2 separate regions of the Mus musculus genome follow, and region 2 is linked to region 1. Evidence: chromatin contacts called from public Hi-C data. All regions are on one chromosome and are shown on one strand. The core of a region is the stretch at or near the end of the contact, and the rest is flanking DNA. Distances in the headings are between cores, read along the strand shown. Region 1 overlaps Gm39833 (a long non-coding RNA gene). Region 2 has its middle 30 kb from the start of Gm33647.

Evidence for each region. Hi-C and Micro-C count contacts between places; a contact is called where the count stands out from the background.
Region 2: a Hi-C map of muscle stem cells shows a contact between it and region 1, with 3 times the contacts expected there. The contact joins two enhancer-like sites. A contact is called at or near these places in 3 of 484 Hi-C or Micro-C datasets (the N1E-115 cell line, muscle stem cells and peritoneal macrophages).

What each region holds. Positions count from the first base shown.
Region 1 is chr2:61,133,636-61,140,521 of GRCm38.p6, forward strand. The region is part of intron 2 of Gm39833 (a long non-coding RNA gene); the gene reads left to right. Among named protein-coding and RNA genes, the nearest start is that of Gm39833, 9.4 kb to the left of the region's middle. Within about 2 kb of position 5,471, at least 164 of the 459 cell types and tissues checked have an H3K27ac peak or open chromatin away from gene starts, as enhancers often do. A contact at or near this core is called in muscle stem cells, where this site is marked.
Region 2 is chr2:60,935,262-60,942,241 of GRCm38.p6, forward strand. It overlaps a transcript of Rbms1 not described here. Among named protein-coding and RNA genes, the nearest start is that of Gm33647, 30 kb to the right of the region's middle. Within about 2 kb of position 4,885, at least 99 of the 459 cell types and tissues checked have an H3K27ac peak or open chromatin away from gene starts, as enhancers often do. A contact at or near this core is called in muscle stem cells, where this site is marked.

The sequences.
Region 1 (6,886 bases), core at 4,221-6,720:
AAATATAAAAGTGAAATTATTTAACTGTGAAAAACATAAGAAAATTTAGTGTCTGTGAGATAAGAAACCCAAAGCATAAGCTATAAGCTCCTAACTGATTACATTGACTTTTATTAAAATTGAAAAGAAATAAAACCTGAAGCTCAGCATGGTACTACACACATGGAATCTCAACATCCAGGATGCCAAGGCAGGAGGATTGTGAATTTGAGGTCAGCCTGGAATGAATAGCAAGACTTTGTCTCAAAACACAACCCAAACCTTCCAGCTCCCTGTCCCAGGGTCCCAGTGGTCACACAGGACAATCATATATGTTGGTCTCACAGCATGGCAGTCTGGTACAGCATGTGTGCTGGATTCTAAGAGGCTGAACTCTCTTTGTAAAATGGGGTGATCTGAGAACTAAAGGGAGATAACATGAAGCCCTGGACTGCTGCTGAGACGGCTATAGATAAATACTTGGAGGAAATCTTTCTTGTTTTTTGAGTTTTTTTTTTTTACCTTAAATAAATGACTGAATGCATAAAAAACAGTAAATAACAAAATACTATAATCATTTGTTCATCAAAAGACTGTTGAGAAAATGAAAAGAAAGCCATAAAATGGAAGGAAATATGTGTAAAATCTCTGGATTTGTGTGTGTGTGTTCTCTCTGACTCCATGTCTGTCTGTCTCTGTCTCTCCCTCTCCCTCCCTACCCCCTCTTGTGTATATATGTGTGTTCTGTCTGTCTCTGTCTTTATGTCTTTATGTTTATGTATTCATTCATGCATGGGTGTTGTGCATGCATGCATGTGTGTGTGTGTATGTGTGTGTGTGTATGTTGCTGGGGATTGAATTCAAATCTCCTGTGGTGTATATGTATGTGTTCTACCTGTAAACTACCCTTATTCCTGACACTGTACTTTACCTGGGGTATATAAGTTTATTTAAACTCGATAACAACAAATTTCTAGATACCTGCTGAACAGCCCCAACCTGGAAACCTAATATCGGAATCGCTTTTACATCTGAAGCTTTTCAGCAGCAAGATGGTGTTACAAATAGAAAATTCCTTGCATAACCTATTGTAACAGGTGACCATCAAAGCATGGATACTTTAACAGCCACGGTATAAAATAGCTTTTCAGCTCTGCATGCAAGATGTCTGTGAAACACACCCCTGAAATTGTTCACTATGTGTAAACAAATATTCCAAAGTCTGAAACTGGTGATACTGCTTGTCTCAGGAATTACAGATAAGTATGTGAAAAAGACACTCTTTCAAAAATGTAGAAGTAATATAGGCAATGATCCTCAGCACTGACGATGACAAGGAGACAAAATGAGCTAAAACTTCAGTTACCAGCCCGAAACCCCTAAAGCGACTGCGGTTTAAAGCCGATGATGTTTTGTACTGGTGATGACGTGGTGTAAATGAGGACGTGTGAGGGCTGCTCACACACTGCTACAGGGGTTTAAGAAATGGCACATCCACTTTGGAAAATGATGACAGCTTCTTACAGTGCTAAAAATAGATACCATAACACTCACTAATCTCATAGTTCTTTTAGTTGTTTATACAAGAGAATGAAAATATACCTTTATATAAACATTTATATTTAATCATTCATAGTGGTTTCATTCATAATAGCCCTAAACAGGACAGGATAATATATGCCCCTCAACCGGTAAGTGGGCGAAACAAAGGTTTGGCTTATCATGCTGTGTTAATCAGGTTCTCTAGAAGAATGGAAGTGATGGAATGAATCTACGTATAATAAAAGGGGACTTATTAGAGTGGCTTACAGGTTGTGCCTGGCTAGTACAAAAATGACTATCTCAAAACACTGTCATCCCAGCAGTAGATTATTGCTCTCTAAGGAAAAAAAAAAGAATTAAAGGTTGCTGTACACATTGGCATGAAAGATACTTACAAACTTTTGCTATAAAAAAAAAAAAAGAAGCTGTTTAGAAGAGTGTATACTCTGTGATCCCTTTAAATCAAGTTCTGAAAGTAGAGAGCTATAGTAACTGAACAGCAGTGGCTGGTTGTCAGGGCTTAAAAATGGAAACAGGGCTTAGATACAGAGGGGAAGGAGGAATCCTCGTGGTTCATGGAGATATTCTATGCCTGCTGTGGTAGTGACTGCATAGGTATATGCATTGGTCAAAAAGTAATCAGATTTTTATATTAATTAAACTTCAATAGGGGTGATTTAAAAGCTGCTACCATTAGTAATTTTTCTACTCATGAAACTTACAGAACCTCTTAAAAGTCTGGCAATGCACTGCAAGAGTAAAGCCTTGCAGAGACAGGTGTTCATGGCGTCTGTGGGCATGGGCTCACATTCATACAGGTGCTGATTTGCTTTCATCTGCCAAAGTCGCAAATGCGTATAGTCATTTCTTGTAAATTACTCTATTCAACAGAAAAAATAGAAGACTGTATATATACATTGTACTTTTCTAGTGTAAACTATAGAAGCTAAGTAGTGGCTTAAAAATACAAGGATAAAATGAAGAATTAATGAAGCCTACATAATACAAATGCAGATGTTGCAGGAAAAATATCTAGAGAAGAAAGAAATGTTTCTAAAGGAAAAAAAAAAAAAGACCATGGTGCTAAATAAGGATTTGGAGGGAACTAATTATGATGCAAATTGATTAGACATTTAATTAATGTTCTTAAATTTTTCAGACATGCATGAAAGATGAACAAATGATGTCTATAAAGGAAGTTATGAACATCTTGAAAACACACTCATTAAAATGTATTAAAAACATTCAACTCAGCCTCACAAGCTACAGATGACATTATTAAGATAATTACCCTCTTTATTCAAGAAATACTCACTATAGGCTGTGTATTCACTGAGAATATAGAATGTCACTGAAACTATAGAATCCTCCAATAAGACCTTTCTTCAGAAAGTTAAGCATTCTTTATTCATTTAGTTTATTTTTGAGATGGCAGTCTCAAGAGGCTGCCCAGGTAGGTTAGCAACTCCTTATCTCAAGCAATCCTCCTGCCTTAGCCTTCTGAGTATACTGGTCTACAGGTACAGTCCAGTACACCTGTCTAGAAAGGTACGATTTTATTTTTGAACAAGATCCAAATTCACTTTTTAAATATTTAAAAATTTTAAATAAATATAAGCTGGATTATGGCGCAGAATACCTGCAAGCTTTGGGGAGGAGGGAGCTGGTCAGCGAGGTGAGACCTGAGAGTGTAGGAATGAAATGGGTGGGGCTATTTTCCAGGGGGAGGAGCATCTTTAAGTGGGGGGAGGGGAGAAAGGAGAGGGAGTGACATGCTCAGAGAGAAGGATTTCAGATGAGAGGCATGGAAGATGAAGCTGGGTGAATGAGGAACTATTAATATGGAGAACTTGAGCACTAGTTTGCATACCTAAACTTGGATGTCATGGTAGCTTTGAGCAGGATTGAGCTCCCCACAGCCCCACCCCACATGTTTAGTGGAATTTCACAACAGCCCATCTGCAGTAACCACTAGGATGGATTGCAGGAGTGAGTGACTGCAGGCAGAGACCAGTTAGAAAATGGCTGTGATAAATGAGCTGTGAAGTGACAGCCAGGGTTCTGGACAAGGACGGACTTGGCTACAAAAAAAAAAAAAAAAAAAAAAAAAAAAAAAAAAAAGTCAAGAAGGCATGTCTACACAATAGAATAATAGAATACTACACAAAACCCTGTAAGTGTGGTGAGGTGGTGAGTGATCAGACACATAGGATGTGGGGGTGTGGGGGGGGGAGAGGGAGGGAGAGAGGGAGGAAGGGAAGCAGAGAAGGAGATAAGGAGATAAGAAGGAGGGAATGCAGGGTAGAGGGGGGAAGGGAAGGGAAGGGAAGACTCAGAGGCGGCTCTGGAGTCTGAGATTGTCACACAGATTGTCACACAGACAGACAGAATGATAGCAACGTTGGCAGAAATGAGGAAGCCATGAGGACTCTCTGGTTTAGAGGAGAAAGCTTTTCTATGAATCTTAAATACTGGTGTTGGAGCCTAGCATTGAATATCAAGTAAAAATGTTAGAAAGGAAGTCAAATACTAAATACAGCTTCCACTTCCCCTTCTGCTAGTCTTTCCTCAAATACATGGTCAGCTTGTATAACTACGGGTGGGTTTTAGTGCTTGCTTTTCATAACATTTGAGTAAGTAGGTCAGTACTACCTACTTTGTAGATAAGAATCTCTTCTGCAGCCCCTGAAACCAACCCTCCACTTATTGCCTTATGGGAACATTTGACTTCCTAAGGATCCTATCACTATAGATATTGTCCCCAATCCCCTCTTCCTTTGGCTTCCCTACTGTTGCCTATAACCAAGGCTATCAGCCAGCTTTCTTTCCTTACACTGAAGCTTCATTTCCCTATTTATTCCTCCAGTCTCTCTGATGGCATTTAAAAATTATCCAGGTCTGATTCCTCTTCTCTTCTCTTCTCTTCTCTTCTCTTCTCTTCTCTTCTCTTCTCTTCTCTTCTCTTTCTTCTCTTCTCTTCTCTTCTCTTCTCTTCTCTTCTCTTCTCTTCTCTTCTCTTCTCCCCTCCCCTCCCCTCCCCTCCCCTCCCCTCCTTCTCTCTTTTCCTCTCCCCTCCCCTCCCCTTCCCCCACCCCCTCTCTCCTCTTTGTTACTGGGATGCTCTGTATATAACTAACTGTATGATACTTACAGTAAGTCTAAGGGAAGGTTGACCTTTTTTTATTACACACACACACACACACACGATAGCCTTCCTAGGAAACTGAGAAATGATATTTTAGCATCTCAGGAAAAAAAAAAGCCTCATCTAGAACCCCACAGGATAAACCCAACCACCAGATGCATGCCATCTATACCAAACACTGAGGACTTTTCTGCTGAATGTCGCAGTCCTTGTTGCTTCCTGATGCCCCATAGATGGTTGCTCTCCCTTTCCTTGCCTATATTCCAGTCTGCATCTCGTGGCCCTTGTGACTCCTATGCCTTCTAATGTAGACCATCTAAAAGAAAGAAAAACATGCCAGTACCCAGTGAATCCGGGTAAGGAGATGTTAACTTGGTCTGAGGGTGCTGTATCATTCCAGTGGATGACTTTTGGAGTTGTTTTCTTCTGGGGGCCTCCTGGTGCACATCCCCCTCCTGTTCCCTCTGGACAGCTGATTGTGCCCTGAGTGCTCTTGCTTCCCCGTTCTGGTTCCCTGTGTGCTTCTGCTTGCCAGAGTGTTCCTTTTATCCCCTTTGGTTTAATTGCCATGCAAAACCCTCTGTTGAGCTTTTAATTAGCAAGTTATCCCAGTCTGAAAACTGGAAACCCTGGGCTCTTTCGGCATATATTAAACAAGCTAAAATATGAAATTAAAGAAAACAGAGTTTTAGCCAACAGAAACAAGTGACTCATTTCCTTGTGAAAACACACTGGGTTTATGTTACTCTGGCAACAGGATTCCGGAATAGCGTCCTCCTCTCCCCCGTTTGGAGACTTTATGTGTTTCTGCTACAGTCAGTGTTCCACGGTGACCTAATGTTGAACCAAGTCTCTGGGTGAGTCACGAGGCGCAAGAGCAGTGGATTTTCTTTGAGATAGCGCATGCCCTGTCCCTTTGACCAAAGGAAGGAAAGTTTACTTTGTACAAGTGTAAAAGGATCCTAGGAACTCTCGGCCAGGGCTGCTCTGGGACAGAAGTGTGGTCCTGCTGTTACTCTCAAAACACCACCATCCCTTCTAATGTGTTTGAATTCCAAGTGCCTGTTGTTCTAAAGACAGCTGATTAAATCATAACGTACAACCTGTGTGCGCACCACATGGGGAAATGAAGATTTAGAGATTCACTGCACAAGACTCCAGATGTTTCTCGGGATTCACATCATGGGCGGGAACTTCCCGGTGCTTAGGGTCAAAATTTCGACCTACACCACTCCAAATCTCTACAGCAAAAATGTGCTGTGCAAAGCGGCTGCAGTAGCTCTCCTCGGCGAGTTTTTCGGTGCTCCGAGGCTCTTGAGAGGAAGTGAAGAGCGTCTTCAATTTATCAAGCTCTCGCTGCTTGGGATTTTAAGTTTCCAGAAGTTTTGTGAACAGCTTTAGGCATTGGCTGGATAGTCAGGAAAGTGTAACCATTAGGATGAGCTAAGAGTATGTGAAGAGTTTTAGTTTCCCCCCAGTTGCTACCAACTGTCTGCAAAGGAGAAGTCCAGCTTTTCTCAGTTCTGTTTCCCTCCCCATAAACTGTCTTCCCAGTTCTCCTGGATTTGTGGAGAAGGAACACAGTAAACAAACTAGGATTAGACTGGACATTGGGAGAGCATGGGGAGGGATGATTTAGTGACAATGTATACTGCATATCTTATTCCTATATGATGTCAATTTATGAAAAGAAATGCCGGGGAAGAAAGCTGCATAGGTAGCAGAAGACAGCCTAGTTGGCCATCACTGGGAAGAGAGGCCTCTTGGTTTTGCAAACATTATATGCCTCAGTACAGGGGAATGCCAGGGCCAAGAAGCAGGAGTGAGTGGGTGAGGGTATAGGGAACTTTCGGGATAGCATTTGAAATGTATATAAAGAAAATATCAAATAAATAAATAAATAAATAAATAAATAAATAAAATATGCTATGCTATGCTCTGCATGAGCTTTATAGTCAAATCAGGGAAATGTAAATTGTAATGATGAAGAAATAAAAACTATTGCTCAAAGGGAAAAACAAAAGAAATATTAGAGAAAGAATTCAAGTTGAGATAGAGGAGGTTGATTATTTTGGTTTTTTGTTCTGCCTTTTCTTTGAAACTTAGGAAGAAAGCTCCAGTGATATTTATTATATATAATAGAAACAGATGGTAGGGAGACAAAGAAGACGGTTGTTTTTTTCAAGACAGGGTTTCTCTGTGTAGCTCTGGCTGACCTGG
Region 2 (6,980 bases), core at 3,635-6,134, 200 kb before region 1:
AAACATGCAGGCCTCAGGCTCGTGATCGGCTGAAAGACAGTTTCTAAAAATCTGAACTACAAACTGGCACTGGGAACGCACAACCAGCGTGGTCTAACCATGCCTCGAGCAGAGAATAAGAGACTTGTTCTAGGTGGGGATTCCATGCAAACAGATTCCACAGATCTTCTACAGAAGACCTCAGCTGTGTTCGAGCTGATAAGCCATTCAAACACGCTCTCAATCATAAGGTACATCTAGACTTCAGGGCTGTTTTAGATGGGAGAGTGTGTGTATTAGACTTAAAGGAACACAGCAGCCAGGTTTTACAAAGAATGAGATAGTACCGGTCTAGACTACTCTGAAGGTGTTGATTAGTGTTATCCACATGTTAGTATCAGAAATCCTGAAGCAAGTCTGGCTCACAGGTACCTCTGGGATGTGGCTTCACGCCTATGTCTGGTTTCCATTCAGACTGTTTTGCCAATATGGCAGTAGCACACAGCTCTAGAGGGTGAGTAATTGTCCCTGCCCAGAGCTCAGGTCAGACTTTTTTGATCTAACATGAAAGGGTATATCCACCGGAAGTCAGCTTTGATAGAAAAGGACTTGCTTTCAATCTTCTAGTTTTAACAAAACAAAGTAAGGTACTTTCTAGTTTTTCTTATTAGCTTCCACCCAACACAGTATTACAATATATACTGTGTGAGACAGGCGATTCCTTTGGTTTAAATATATAGATTATGTGGGCATGATTAATTGCTACTGAGGGCAGAGAAAGTTTTATGGGATTTTTAAAAATAGATACAATATAACTAGGAATCATTACAGTTTTTTCTTTTTCATTTGTGGAAACTCCATTCTTAATAGACACTTGGATCCAGGTCTTTTTTTCTTATGCTAACATTTCATCCCTAGCTTGGGTCCTTCGGCTCTATGGACCATTTCTGGAAACCATTTGAGATACCAAAACATGGCTGACTGACTTAACTGTTTGTAAACAAATACAGAGAGATTGGAAGAGGGAAAGAATACAAAAGTTAGACATATTATAAATAAATACTCTTCAAATTTCTTGTGGGTCAGCTGGGCTGACACACTAGTACATTCTCTTGTGGTATTTGCCAGCTGTTTTCCAAGTTCACCCTCATGTCCAACTCAAAGCATCCTTTCCTCCAAATGCCAAAGATGCAGAATCCAGAACCCCTATGAGGATCTATCTCCAATGCCTGAGACTTCTTCATCCATCAGTCTCGCCCCATGTCTCTGAGATTTCTGCCCACACAGAGCTTCTGAACACTGAGAGACAGGCGTGGGGCTGGCTTCTAAGCTCATTTCTCTAGCAGGTTGTAGTTTCTTCATGGGTCACTTCACCAGATTCACAACCCAGGGCTTTGTAGGTGCACAACTGATCGCCACCTCCTTAGAGACCCTCCGTCTTTAAAGTGTCATTAATTTTAGAATCTATATGAGCGCCTTCTGTTTTCTCTGAGGGCCTTACTGGCAAGCCTACTGCTGGCTCTCGCACAAGTATATAAATTCAGGAGCAATTCCGCAGAGACACCAGTTACTATAAGCTAACGTGTATAATTATAGGATGCACACGTCTCAGTGTAACACTGCAAGGGATTAACACCTTTCAAAAAAATAAAACCTAAAGAATATAAAGCTGATCTCTCGGCGCACAGACAAAACAATGGAAATTGGGCTTCTCGGAACCACGTCGCATGTCTGGAAAGGGAGGACGACAATGGAGACTCGGAACAAAAGACTCTTGGCCAGCACCAGCTGCACCTGAAGCTCAGTGATGAAATGATGTTAAGTATGGTTTCATTGGAGTATGACACTCACTCCAGAGCCAAGATGGGAAACCCGTACAGACACGACTGTTGTGCGGGTGTCGACGAAGACTCAAGCTGGTGTTCTGCTTGGAATAGCTGCACATCACACTCCCCAAATATTATTCTCTCAACCGAATTTATTTTTACTTTCTAGCATATGTTAATCAACAATTTCAAATTGTCAGTATAAAACAGCAACATCACTCCCCACACGGCAGAGTGCATATTATTTTCCTGATTACATGAAATGGATATTTGTAGATGGAATTTATTCTGTTTAGCAACTACATTAACTTATCACTGTCCTTTTATTCTTATTGTTTATTCTACCAGGAAATATACTCATGCCTAGCTATATATTTTAACAGATTTGCATACATATGAATTCCTGGATCGGAGCCTGCCTTGCGTAAATATTTAATAAGGGGTAATGATAGCCATCATCGTGACTGTCATTGTTGTTGTTATTAGTAACAATGTCCTTCCGTTAATAAATTCTAATTGTACCATGATCTATACCTGCTGGGAAGTTCCCTCAGCTGTGTAGGATTTATTTCTAGTGTTCAGTCTTACAAAGTGGAATTCTAAATTGAAGTAGTGTGTGTGTGTGTGTGTGTGTGTGTGTGTGTGTGTGTGTGTGTGTGTGTGTATGTGTGTGTATATATATGTGTGTGTGTGTGTGTGTGTGTGTGTGTGTGTGTGTGTGTGTGTGTATAAAATTTGGTTTACCTGAATGGGTCTGCAGACAGTGTATCCCATCAAAACGGGCTGGAAAACATAGATCCCAGTATGCAGTACTGGGAAGTGCAGCCAAGTGGAAGGTAATAGGATCACAAGAACAGAGCCTCAGAGTCAGGATGCCTTCCTCCAAAGAGTGGGCTAGCTCTGGAGAGTGGGCTAGCTCTGGAGAGTGGGCTAGCTCTGGAGAGTGGGCTAGCTCTGGAGAGTGCGCTAGCTGTGGCAGGGATTAAACACCTTTCTTTCTCTTCCACTTACTAATCAAGTACTTCTAGCCATAGAGCTGTGAGAAAAAGCATCTCTGTGGCCAGTGCCACAGAGCCAGCGGTATTTTGCTCTGACAGTCTGAACACAAGACACACAGGCCCTGTCCTGCTTCTTTCTTCTCCTATTCCCAAACAAACACCACTGCCCACCACTGTTGTCATCTTCCAGAACTGTTCACAAGTGTCATCTCATCCATAAAGGATGTTTTATTTCCCCTGGACAAAAACTAGGGTTACTGTCTGCTTCTTCCAGAGGCATCTCTCCGGAAGCCATCTTTGACTTCCGTCTTGGATTAGTGATGTTAGTCGTTATGTTCCATTCCAGCCACGCTGTATTGTGGTCTCTCTCTCTCTCTCACACACACAGAGACTATGCTTTCCCAATTCTAAATGATCAATATGCCTCCTTAAAAGTATCACTGCACAGATCTTTATCATAATTTAATGGTGATGTGATTAAACCCAAGAATGGCTTCTCAGACCCATCCATATCTACTTCATTCGATGTCTGCATCAACACAGCCTTCGAAAGAAGCGGTGCACAGTCGTCTCAATATCTGCATAGAAGATGAGGTAGAAAATGCACAACTGATGCATAGCCTTCTATATGTGTAAAGGTATGCCTGACAGATCACTACATTTTCAGTCATAGCTGGATCACTAGTCTGGTGACTCAGAATCGCATGGAAAAGGTAGCAATCCAACATGATCTCTTACTCAAAAGAACAACACTTACCATGAAGAAAAAAAAGTCACTTAATCCAATGAAGCTGAAAACACAATGTCACCAGATACAGAATTCAGATGCATATAAACTGGTCACTCTGATTTGCTAAGATTAGCACCCTTTAATAACAACAAAAGGAGAACCAAAAGGAGAGATTTCTACAAAGCAACCATTTTTTTAAATTAGGATTTTTTTCAGTAAAAGAGAAAATATTAATTTATGAGAGATTATTTTTAAAGTTTACAGAAAATATCACAATCAGCTTTCTTCTACATTATAAAAAAATTAATACTAGAAAGAGATGTTTGAAATTATTTATTTCCTTGAAAAAAAATAAACCAGTTGGAATTCATAAATATGCATGGCTGTATATGCAATACTGTACCCTAAACACATAAAGGTACAATTAAAGATAGTTTAGCAATTGTTTATTTAAAGGCTATTTGGATCAACAGAGTGATCTTTTTTGACTGACAGCCAGTACTCCAAAGTCCCTCCTTCACGCTCACAAGTACCTTCAAATCCTTGTCCTGAATATTTTTTTGTCTAACTCAAGATAGACTTTCACATCTTTTGATGAGATTTTGAGAAGTTGGGGGTGGGGGCTTTATAATATAGAAAAATCAAAGGATAAAACATGATTTATAATATAGACTCTAAATTGTGAGTTTCAGGACAGATAGAGGGAAGCAAACAGGCAACTTTAACATGTAAAGTTACATGTATGAGGTAATTTTTTAATAGTTTGAAGTGCTCTGCCAGGGCCAGCATATACATCACATATTCTCCCATTTGTGAGCAGTGGTCATTTGTGTTGCACACACAACAGGAACACTTTGTATTCAGCCACTCAAACCTCTCTAATATCATGCTTAACACACTTCCTGATGTCAGACAACAGAATAGAAACTGGAGGCAGAAACAGCTGGAGCCACTGGCTCTAGGGGCCTGGGGTGAGCTCAGATCATCCTGGTACTGAGTCGGCTTTTGGTCTTTCCATGTCAGACAACAGAGCCATGCTTCATGTTGGTGTCAATATAAACTATTTTTCAGAACTACAAAGCCAAACACCCCTGAGAAACTGAAAGGAAAGATACTTTAGGGAAAACGCAATAGGTACATTAAAAATATATATTTATATTTCTGGACAACAGAACTATAAATCAATCCCTTATGTATTTCCACCCTTCCCCCAAATGACTAAATAAATCATGCTCATTGTATGGTTTCCCCCTATTGTCGCCATCAACATCAAGGACTTTTCCCTTCTGGGCTAACTGTAATGGTAAGTTGGTCTAATCTAACTTCTTAAACATGGCGTGGACTGCAACTGGCCAGTGGTTGGTTTCACTTTCAGCTCTCATATCATTCCAGCTCTTTTCAGAGAAACCATGGCAGGAAGACCCAGGAAGCATTCTTTTGTATTATTTCCCAGCATTATTTTCCAAAAAAATCCATCTTGTAATTAATTTAAACACTCTCCTATGTTGAGCTCAGCTTAAAGAAAATTGCATAGGCTCAGTTGCACACAAAATAAAAGTACTACATTCTTTGACAGAGAAATAATTCACTTTTGGCGATCCCTTTATTGTTGCTATCTTTAGCTTCTATGGGGACTTATGTGAAAAAAAAATCCAGCGTGCACTTGGAATTCCACATCAAGGTTCTGCATTCCTGTTTATGTTAAGAGTTCCAAGAATGATCACGTGTGCACGCTGGCCCCCCTTGGGCAGGGCTAGCATGAAAGGCCGTTCAACCACGTTGTTTAATTGTATATAGTCCAGCACTAGGCAACTCTCCAAACCTTACTGTAAACATTGTGCAAGGTCTGTGAGTTCTGCTACACAATGGAGTTCGGGCTTTGTACAGTTAACTTCAAGTGGCAGTTCACTTCTCTTCAGGGTTTTAGACCCCGTTAGCCATCACCAGTACACACTGCTTTGCCACAAACCAGCTGGCATTTAGGAAATCAGAAACTTAGAAATTGATGCTCTGCTCCAAGGGTATCATTCCCCCCCATCCCCCACACCCCAAGTGCACCGACTTGGCACAGGATTTAGGGTTTAGTTTCAAAGCTAAAGGGGAAGGCAATCTATCACAGATTCTCCTGTTAAGGTTGGAAACAGAACAGAGCCGAATGAGGAATTCTGAACACTGGCCGCCCAAGATGGAATTAAGTGTACTGGCTATAATGTCAGAGCAACCTCAAGATTTTGTTAATTTGATGGAACTATTATTTTAAACTGTTCAAAGAAGAAAGAAAGAAAGAAAGAAAGAAAGAAAGAAAGAAAGAAAGAAAGAAAGAAAGAAAGAAAGAGAAGTCACGTTTCTATACACTGTTGAACTCCACACTGGCTTCTGAGCTTTTGATTAGGAGGGAGAGGAAGGCAGAGAACATAGGGTAAGAGGTAGCACATTCCTACCCTTGAGTTTAGAAGAATGTGCCTCATTTACTGTTCAAAGGACACTGTTTATACATTCCAGACTTCCATCTTATAATTGCGCCAGGATTTGTAAAAAGGAAATCTCAGCAGGGCAGAGAAATTATTCAAAGCAATAGCTGCACATAATTGGTATAAAATACCCGAACAGTCTGCTCTGAAAACTCTCTTTCTCAGCGACGCACATTTACACCCCCTCAACTCTCTTTCAATATTCAAAGAGTTTGACTACTTCTCTTCTGGAGCTTGCATCTTTTCTTCCTTTCTTTCCTACAATGACTTTTTAAATGTTTTGTAAGTAGAATATAATGACATCATTTCCCCCTTCTCTTTTAATCCCTCCCCTCCATCCATCCCATGCACCTCTTTCTCTTTCTCAAATTCATGGCCTCTTTTTCTTTAGTTGTTACAAATGTCTATTCCTAAATATATGCAACCTTCTCATCTATGCAACATCTATTCCTAAATGCAATCTTCTCAGTGTGTTCACTGTCACCTGTGTGCAGATGATCTCAGAGCTGACCACTTGGTATTGGATTGCCAACTGGAAGGGTCTCCCCTAAGGAAGATCATCCCCTCCCCCCCTCCCCCCCCTCCACTCTTAAGTTGTCTAGGATTGAGGCCTTCCGGGCTTTCCCCCATGCTGCTCTCCACTGTGTTGTCGTCACTGTTCAGGTCTTGTTTAAGCAGCCATGTTGATGAGACTTCATGGGTGTAGCCTCTTTGACATTTCTAGGAGACACAGTCTTACAGCAAACTTCCTGTTCCTCTTGCTCCACAATCTTTCCAAGTACTCTTCTACAATGATCTCTGAGCCTTGGGTGCAAGAGCTCTGTGTTCATGTTTGCGCTGGTACTGGGTTTTGATACATTGTTCTTTGGGTTTTGACACATTGTGGTTTTATGATATGGCCTCTGTTGTGCAGAGAAGTTTCTTCGAAGGGGATGAGAACCACACTTCTCTGTGGGTACAGGATAAATATTGAGAT